Regions from separate parts of the Ovis aries genome. Here region 1 is linked to region 2. The links are chromatin contacts, called in public Hi-C maps. All regions are on one chromosome and are shown on one strand. The core of a region is the stretch at or near the end of the contact, and the rest is flanking DNA. Distances in the headings are between cores, read along the strand shown.

The links. Hi-C and Micro-C count contacts between places; a contact is called where the count stands out from the background.
Region 1: a contact with region 2 is called in a Hi-C map of hypothalamus, with 7 times the contacts expected there. The contact joins two enhancer-like sites. A contact is called at or near these places in 8 of 16 Hi-C or Micro-C datasets (hypothalamus, liver, mesenteric adipose tissue and 4 more).

What each region holds. Positions count from the first base shown.
Region 1 is chr11:30,958,348-30,962,182 of ARS-UI_Ramb_v3.0, forward strand. It overlaps MYOCD (myocardin), which reads left to right. Exons shown (of 13, transcript XM_042255682.1): 8 at 3,046-3,290. Among named protein-coding and RNA genes, the nearest start is that of ARHGAP44, 35 kb to the right of the region's middle. Within about 2 kb of position 1,519, at least 7 of the 54 cell types and tissues checked have an H3K27ac peak or open chromatin away from gene starts, as enhancers often do.
Region 2 is chr11:30,536,826-30,540,511 of ARS-UI_Ramb_v3.0, forward strand. No RefSeq gene overlaps it. Among named protein-coding and RNA genes, the nearest start is that of MAP2K4, 93 kb to the left of the region's middle. Within about 2 kb of position 1,421, at least 4 of the 54 cell types and tissues checked have an H3K27ac peak or open chromatin away from gene starts, as enhancers often do.

The sequences.
Region 1 (3,835 bases), core at 269-2,768, 420 kb after region 2:
CAAAAGCGGCTTTCTTTTTTAATTGTGTGTGTTTATTTACGGCTGTGCTGGTCATCACGCTGCAGGGGCTCTTCTCCAGTTGCGGAGAGTGGGAGCTACTCTCTAGATGCGGTGCTCGGCTTCCCCTTGCGGTGGCTTCTGTTGCAGAGCACGGCCTCTAGGGTGCTCGGGCTTCAGCAGTTGCAGCTCCCGGGCTCAGTAGTTGTAGCCCTTGGGCTTAGTTGCTGTGGGATCTTCCTGGATCAGAGATCAAACCCGTGTTTCCTGCACTGGCAGGCAGATTATTTACCACGGAGCCACCAGGGAAGCCCACAAAACTAGTTTTCATGTTCTGAATGGATGACAGGCATTTCTGATTCCCAGGAAAGCTCCCCGGACTGCAGCGGCTTAAACCCAGTCTACAATCCTCTCTTCCCTGGTGGCTCAGCTGGTAAAGAATCCACCTGCCAATGCAGGAGACACAGGAGTTCTAGGTTCAATCCCTGGGTTGGGAAGATCCCCTGGAGAAGGGAACCCACTCCAGTATTCTGACCTGGAGAATTTCATGGACTTGTCCATGGAGTCGCAAAGAGTGACTTTCACTGCACAATCCACTCAGCTTAACTGCTTTGAACTTATGTGGCTATTGGTGAATTTTGTTCATTACAGGTGGAGGGAGGAGACATATTGACTTGGGTGAATATTTATATTTTAATATTAATGTGATTCAGTGATTTCTACCATTGGGAGCAAAGAGAAATTGTATTAATATTTCTATTGAAGTGTTTAAGTTTTGCCTAATGCAAAAGAGTTGGAAAAGACCCTGAAGCTGGGAAAGAGTGAAGGTAGGAGGAGAAGGGAACGACAGAGGATGAGATAGTTGAATAGCATCACCGACTCCATAGACATGCAGTTGAGCAACTGAACTGAACTGAATGCAAATGAACAGAGCCTTCAGCCTCTTCAAACTAAGAAAGTGTAGTAATTGTCCTGAGAAAGGACAATCAATTTCAATGAAGAGTCATATCAAAAATATGCAACTATACAGTTCCAGGTGTGCTTTCCATGTGGCGCTAGTGGTAAAAAAAAAAAAAAAAAAAATCCCCTGCCAATGAAGGAGATTCCTGGGTTGGGAAGATCCCCTGGAAGACGGCATGGCAACCCACTCCAATATTCTTGCCTGGAGAGTCCCATGGACAGAGAAGCCTGGCAGGCTGCAGCCCACGGGGTTGTATAGAGTCAGACATGACTGAGCAAATGAGCGCAGCACAAATCAAAGTTCCAGTGATTCAGAGTTCCGTGGGCTCTGTGGTCTATGCTTCTCACTATCTGGAGAAGATGGTCCGACTTACAATACCTTTTGAATGCTCAGAGTCTCTGTGATAATAAGGCAACAAATAGAGAAGATGACTGAGCCCCTGATTTAGTTGCTTTAGACGCAAGGCTGCAGCTCCCCAAGACAAGCAAGTCCTAGGAGGAGTGGGAGCAGGGCAGAGCTGACTGCAGGAGCTGGGGGAAACTCTCCCAAGAACAGAAAGCTGACTCATTACCTGGAGCGCTTAACCCATCGATGAATGAGCAGGGAGGAGGGCCCCTGGCCCACAGGAATCCTTGAGCTAAGTGTACAAGAAGAAGCCTTCCTGAGAAAACACACACAAAAAAGGCTTTGGTGGATGGGCACGCTGAGTCAGAGAAAAGCAAATCCAATAGGTCACCTTCAGATGTGTATTTTGTGGTTAAAATGGGAAAGCTGCCCGGTGACAACCTGCCTGCTGGCTATTCAGGAGCTCCCTCTTCTGGACACTGCGGGTACCACACCTTCCCCTGCCAGCTTGTTCTCAGATTAAGACCCTTCCATCATCACATCCCTGTTCATTTCAATCTTCTGTAATACAGTCAGGGATTGGAAATGTATTTTTTTTTAACTGACTTAAGTACAGACCTATCGCTTCTCAATCTCTGGAGGTCTTTGGATTTCAAGAACAGGTTATAAATATAATCACGCTATATTCAAATATAGTCCTTTGAAATCTTATTGTTTCAACAATATATTTTACCATCCTCCCATTGGTTACTGAAATCAAAAGTAGAGAATATTTTACCCAACTTGCAGGTCGGGGTCATTGAGATATGGTAAAGTTGGAAAACTATACCACGTTCAAAAATGTGCCTTCACTTCCAGGCCTCTGTCCTTAACTTTTTTCAAGGATCCAAACCGTACACCATGACTGGTAACTTCTGGAAAGGTCTCAGTGGGTGACTTGTCCTTCCTATAGTCAGTGAAGAATCTTTAGTTCAGAGGGTGTCACTTCCTGACCTTATATCAGTATTTGGTGGGAAGGGGAATTGATTTAGAAGCAACAAGAACCCACCTTTTGGGTTTTTAGAGATAGCCTTAATTTCATCTTCTTTTATATTGTTAATAAGTCAGCTCACGAGGAGCTTCACTAGAGATGATGACACGTATACAGACGAAAGAACCTTCTTGGGACCTCCCTGGCGGTTCAGTGGTTAGGACTTGCCCTCTCAATGCGGGGAGTGTGTCTTCAATCCTTGGTCGGGCAGCAAAGATCCCACATGCCTCATGACCAAAACACCAAAACAGAAACAGCAATGCGACAGATTCAATAAAGACTTTAAAAATGGTCCACAGCAAACTTTTTGTTTTATTTTTATTTTTTTAAAAAAAAAGAACCTCCTTATGAATCTAACCCAAGAACAGAATGTCGTCTTCGTTAGTCATCAGGCTGAGGTTTTAGGTTAGGAAGCTGGGCTCACTGAAACATAGACTTGCCTCTCTGTTCTGGGAAGGCAGTTCCCCAAAGCCACTTCTAAGACTCAAGACTTCCTGCCTAAGGAGTGTCCATCCTTTGCGATGTATTTGCATGGATCTGTTTGTTAGGTACCTTAACTTCCAGGATCTCATGGTGCCTCCTGTCTTTGCTATATTGTGTGTCGGGGGTTCAAGGACATCCATCAGATAAAATCTAGAGGTAATATTCCTGATGCCAAGCCGTTCCCATCCATCACCTAAAAGCACATGCCGTCTCTCCATCCGCTTTGCAGTCCAAGTCCTTGAGCGACAACAAGAACCGCCACAAAAAGCCCAAGGACCCCAAGCCAAAGGTGAAGAAGCTCAAATACCACCAGTACATCCCCCCGGACCAGAAGGCGGAGAAGTCCCCTCCGCCCATGGACTCTGCCTACGCCCGGCTGCTCCAGCAGCAGCAGCTCTTCCTGCAGCTGCAGATCCTCAGCCAGCAGCAGCAGCACCGCTTCAGCTACCCCGGGCTGCACGCAGCTCCGCTCAAGTAAGTCAGGCAAGCCCAGGGGGGTACGGAGGGGGGCACCTGGGGATGGAGGCTGGCTGCAGCTTCTCTATCAGAGGACCCAGCGAGTCCCACACCATACCACATCCTGGTGGTCGAGTTGCCCAGTCTTCCTCGCACCATCTGACACCAGCTGGGTTGGGGGGGGGGGTCCCGCAGTTCAACTCAGTTCTGATGCCCTCTACCCAAAGATGGTGTTGGATCTAAGTCTCACAGATTGAGAGCTTAGTCCCCCAAGACTGGCCCCTCACCCTCCAGACACCAGTCACAAGTCCAAGTTGTCACCTGTCCGTCTGACAGACCAGCTATTGACTGGACGTTCCAATAACTTCTTCCTTGGGTTCCAATTAATTTGCTAGAGTTGCTCACAGAACTCAGAGAAACATTTTACTTATTAGACTACCAGTCTGTTGTAAAAGCACGTAGGTCCTCATGGGAACAGCCAGATGGAAGAGAGGCGCAGGGCAAGGTACATGGGGGTCAGGCAGAGCATCCATGTCCCTCCAGATACACCCCTCTCCCCAAAT
Region 2 (3,686 bases), core at 171-2,670:
AAAAACTGGCTTAAAACTGCATTCATAAAATGAAGCTCGTGACATCCGGTCCTGTCACTTCGTGACAAATAGATAGAGAAACAATGGAAACAGTGACAGATTTTATTTTCTTGGGCTCCAAAATCACTGCAGATGGTGACTGCAGCCATGAAATTAAAAGAAGCTTGCTCCTTGGAAAGAAAGCTATGACAAACCCAGATGGCATATTAAAGTGTTACTTTGCCAAAAAAGGTCTGTATAGTCAAAGCTATGCTTTTTTCCAGTAGTCATGTATGGATGTGAGAGTTGGACCATAAAGAAGGCTGAACGAATTGATACTTTTGAACTGTGTTGTTGGAGAAGACTCTTGAGAATCCTTAGGTCTGCAAGGAGATCAAGCCAGTCAATCCTAAAGGAAATCAATCCTGAATATTCATTGGAAGGACTGGTGCTGAAGCTGAAGCTCCAATACTTTGGCCACCTGATGCAAAGAGCTGACTCGTTAGAAAAGACCCTGATGCTGGGAAAGATTGAAGGCAGGAGAAGGGGACGACAGAGGACGAGATGGTTGGATGGCATCACTGACTTAATGGACATGAGTATGAGCAAGCTCTGGGAGATGGTGAAGGACAGGGAAGCCTGGTGAGCTGCAGTCCATGAGATCGCAAAGGGTCAGACACAACTGAGTGTCTCAACAACAAAATGCAAGTTGCATTCATTCCATCGACCACTTGGGGGAGCCAGATAGCTGAAAACAAACAAGTTCCCAGCAAGTTAAGCAGAGGTGGTCTCTGACTGAGAGCTAGAGTTGAGGCTGCTCTAATTTCAGGCTCCCATTTTCTCATTTTGGGAAACAGAGGTTCAGAGAAAAGAAATGATTGTTGTTTTAACTGGTAATCTAAAGATGAGAGTCTTTTTACTTACCAGCTTATTAAGGAATCACTTGAAAAAAATCAACTTTAGTCACAAGCCTACTAAGTTCTGAGCATGGCTAAGTCTGTGTAGAGTAGAAAGTCACCTCACCCTCCTCAGTTTCTCAGCTGATGAATTCGTGTTGTACTTTTCATTTCATTAAGATCTGTGCTTAAAAAGGAGTAGGTTACCAGACATTGTTGAATATATCTCATGCCCGGATATGCACAGTTCTTAGAGCATACAGACAATTGGCACTATGAAAAAGAAACACACTGACACACAAGAATAAGGACACACACACACACACACTCTTGGTGAGCTCACCCAGTTTCCAGGCTTTAAGTATGCCCTGTAAGTGGATAAATCTCAACTTTATATTTCCACCTCGATCATCCTCCTGGACTTCAGGCTCATTTATCTAACTTCTTACACAACATTTCCCCTTGGGAGCCTGTGAGGCATCTCGTGTTCTTGTTTAAAACTGAGCTCCTAATCTCCTCCTGTCCTGTTCCTCCAACAGACTTAGTTCAGGGCAACCGCATTCCTCCGTTAGCTCAACTAGCCTTCCCATTGCCTTTAAACCTGTCCTCTCATTCTCCACACTGAACTCACCAGCAAGCGTGTTGGCCGTGCTCTTCAGGATAAACCCAGAATCCGACCACCTCTTCCTGCCTCCACAGCTCCCGTCGCGGCTCGTGCCACCAGCATCCCCTCTCTGGCCTTCGCCAGGGCTCCTCCCTGGCCCCTCGCGTCTGTTCTGTAGCTTACTCTCTGCAGAGTGGCAGAGGGCTGCTGTTGCAGATCTCAGCAGTGTCGCTCAGTCCTCGGCTCAGGAACCTCGCCTGTGTCCCACCTCACCACCCTTCTGGGGTGTCTCCATATGCCTCTGACTGTGTCTCCCACTCGTTCCCCACTCTGCCTCTCAGCTTGGCCGCATGGACCTCTTTACTGTCCACTGACGATTCCAGGAAGCTCTCACTCAGCCTCTGTCTCCTTGACCTGCCACGCTCTGACCCCAGATGCCTACAGAGCTCCCTCACCTCCTCCCTTCCTGTCTGTACCCACATCACCCCTCGCCACTCTTTCCACAACTGCAGCACCCCACCCCACTTCCTTTCCTTCTCCCATGACATGTAATCCCCCAGATTCTACCTATTCCACTTCTTTTGCTCAGGGTCTGTCTCCCTGCTGGGGAATGGTAGCTTCACGAGGGCAGTGCTTCCTATTGTTTATTTCCAGCACAGAGCAATGCTTAGCACATTGTTGGAATGAAAGACACAGATTTCAGAAGCTAGTCTGTGTGAGACAAAGGGTGCTAGGATAGGAAGAAAGTGATTTTTACCTGCTTATCCCTGAAGTTACTGAATCCCTCTTGCTGTGGGCAATTGCTCTGTCTTTGATCTTACATATGAGGGTACGAGGGTCCTTTTTTTGTTGTTCTAAAATGTCAATGAAATGAGTTAAGACCGTGCAAATATTGATGAACTGCACTCAGACCCTGCAGGGCCTCTGATTATTATAAGGCAGGAGGCAGTGCTTCCTGGCTGGAAAGTCACTGGCTATGAGACAGTAAGACGTGATGAAGCAAACAGTGATCCTTTGTGCAGGAAGTGTTGAGATGGTGGAAGGCAGGTAGAGAGCAGCAAAAGGGTCCTTGAGGGGTGTGATGGGAAGGACATCTAAAAAGATAGGTCAAGGCCATGTTTGCAGAGATTTGTCTCCAGGTCAAAGTCCTAATTCCTGAGTCTCAAATTCTGTGGGTGAGGCACAACTGATTTTGAGCAAGAGAAGACCCAAATGGTCTAGAAGGATTCTTCTATCCAGGATGGATTAGAGGGAGGTGATTCTGAGTCAGGAGGTCATTAAAGATTTTTAATCTCAGATGGTGATGGCGTGGACTCTCGGGGGAGCAGCAGGAATAGACTTGGAAGAACAAGGGAACATCAGGAAAAGACTTGGAAGTAGAGAGCTGCAACTAAAGAAAAGGGAAAAGAGAAAATTCACTAAGATATGTAGACAAAGAAAGGAAGAAAGAGGAAGGCCAGAGAGGAAGCTAAATTGTGGAGGAAGAAGAGCATTGCAGGGTCTGTCTTAGTGACTCCAGGGGAACTTCAACCACAAACTTTTCTCTCTCACAGTTCTGGAGGCTGGAAAGTCCAAGGTCAAGCTGACTCGTTGCCATGGCCACCTTCTCTCTGTGTCCTCAGGTGGCAGACAGAGATCTGGGTTGTCTCCTCTTCCATGAATCCCACCAGGGGGGCCCCACCCTCACAACCTCATTAACCCTCCTCATTCCCAAAGGCCACCTCCAAATTCTCTCCCCCTGGGGATGAGAGTTTCAACAGATGGGTCTTGGGTGGACACCAACATCAGTCCACAGCATGGAAGCTCAGCACTCACTAGGTGAGGAGGGTCAGGGTTGAGGTCCCTTTCTGGGTGTTCCAGAGCAAAGGATGGAAGTTCGAGAGAAGATTCTTGTCCACGTGGGGAGATCTGTGGTTATCTGAAGGCAAGAAGGAAGAAACCAGGACAGTGAGGAGAAGATCAAATGTGCTAGGTAAGGAGCAAGATGGAGAGGCAGTTCTTTCCAAGGAGAGAGGTCTCTAGTTTGCTGAGCCCAGAGGGAATCTTGGCAGGCTGGAGAAAGAGAAAATGTTTGAAGGTAGAGAGAAGGAAACCAGAAGGAGCTTACTGCTCGTGATGCTTCTGGGGAAGAAGGAAGCACAGTTCTCTGGCAAGGGCGGAATAAGATGCAGAAGAGGGATCAAGGCTTGCTGAGGATGGTGTGGAAC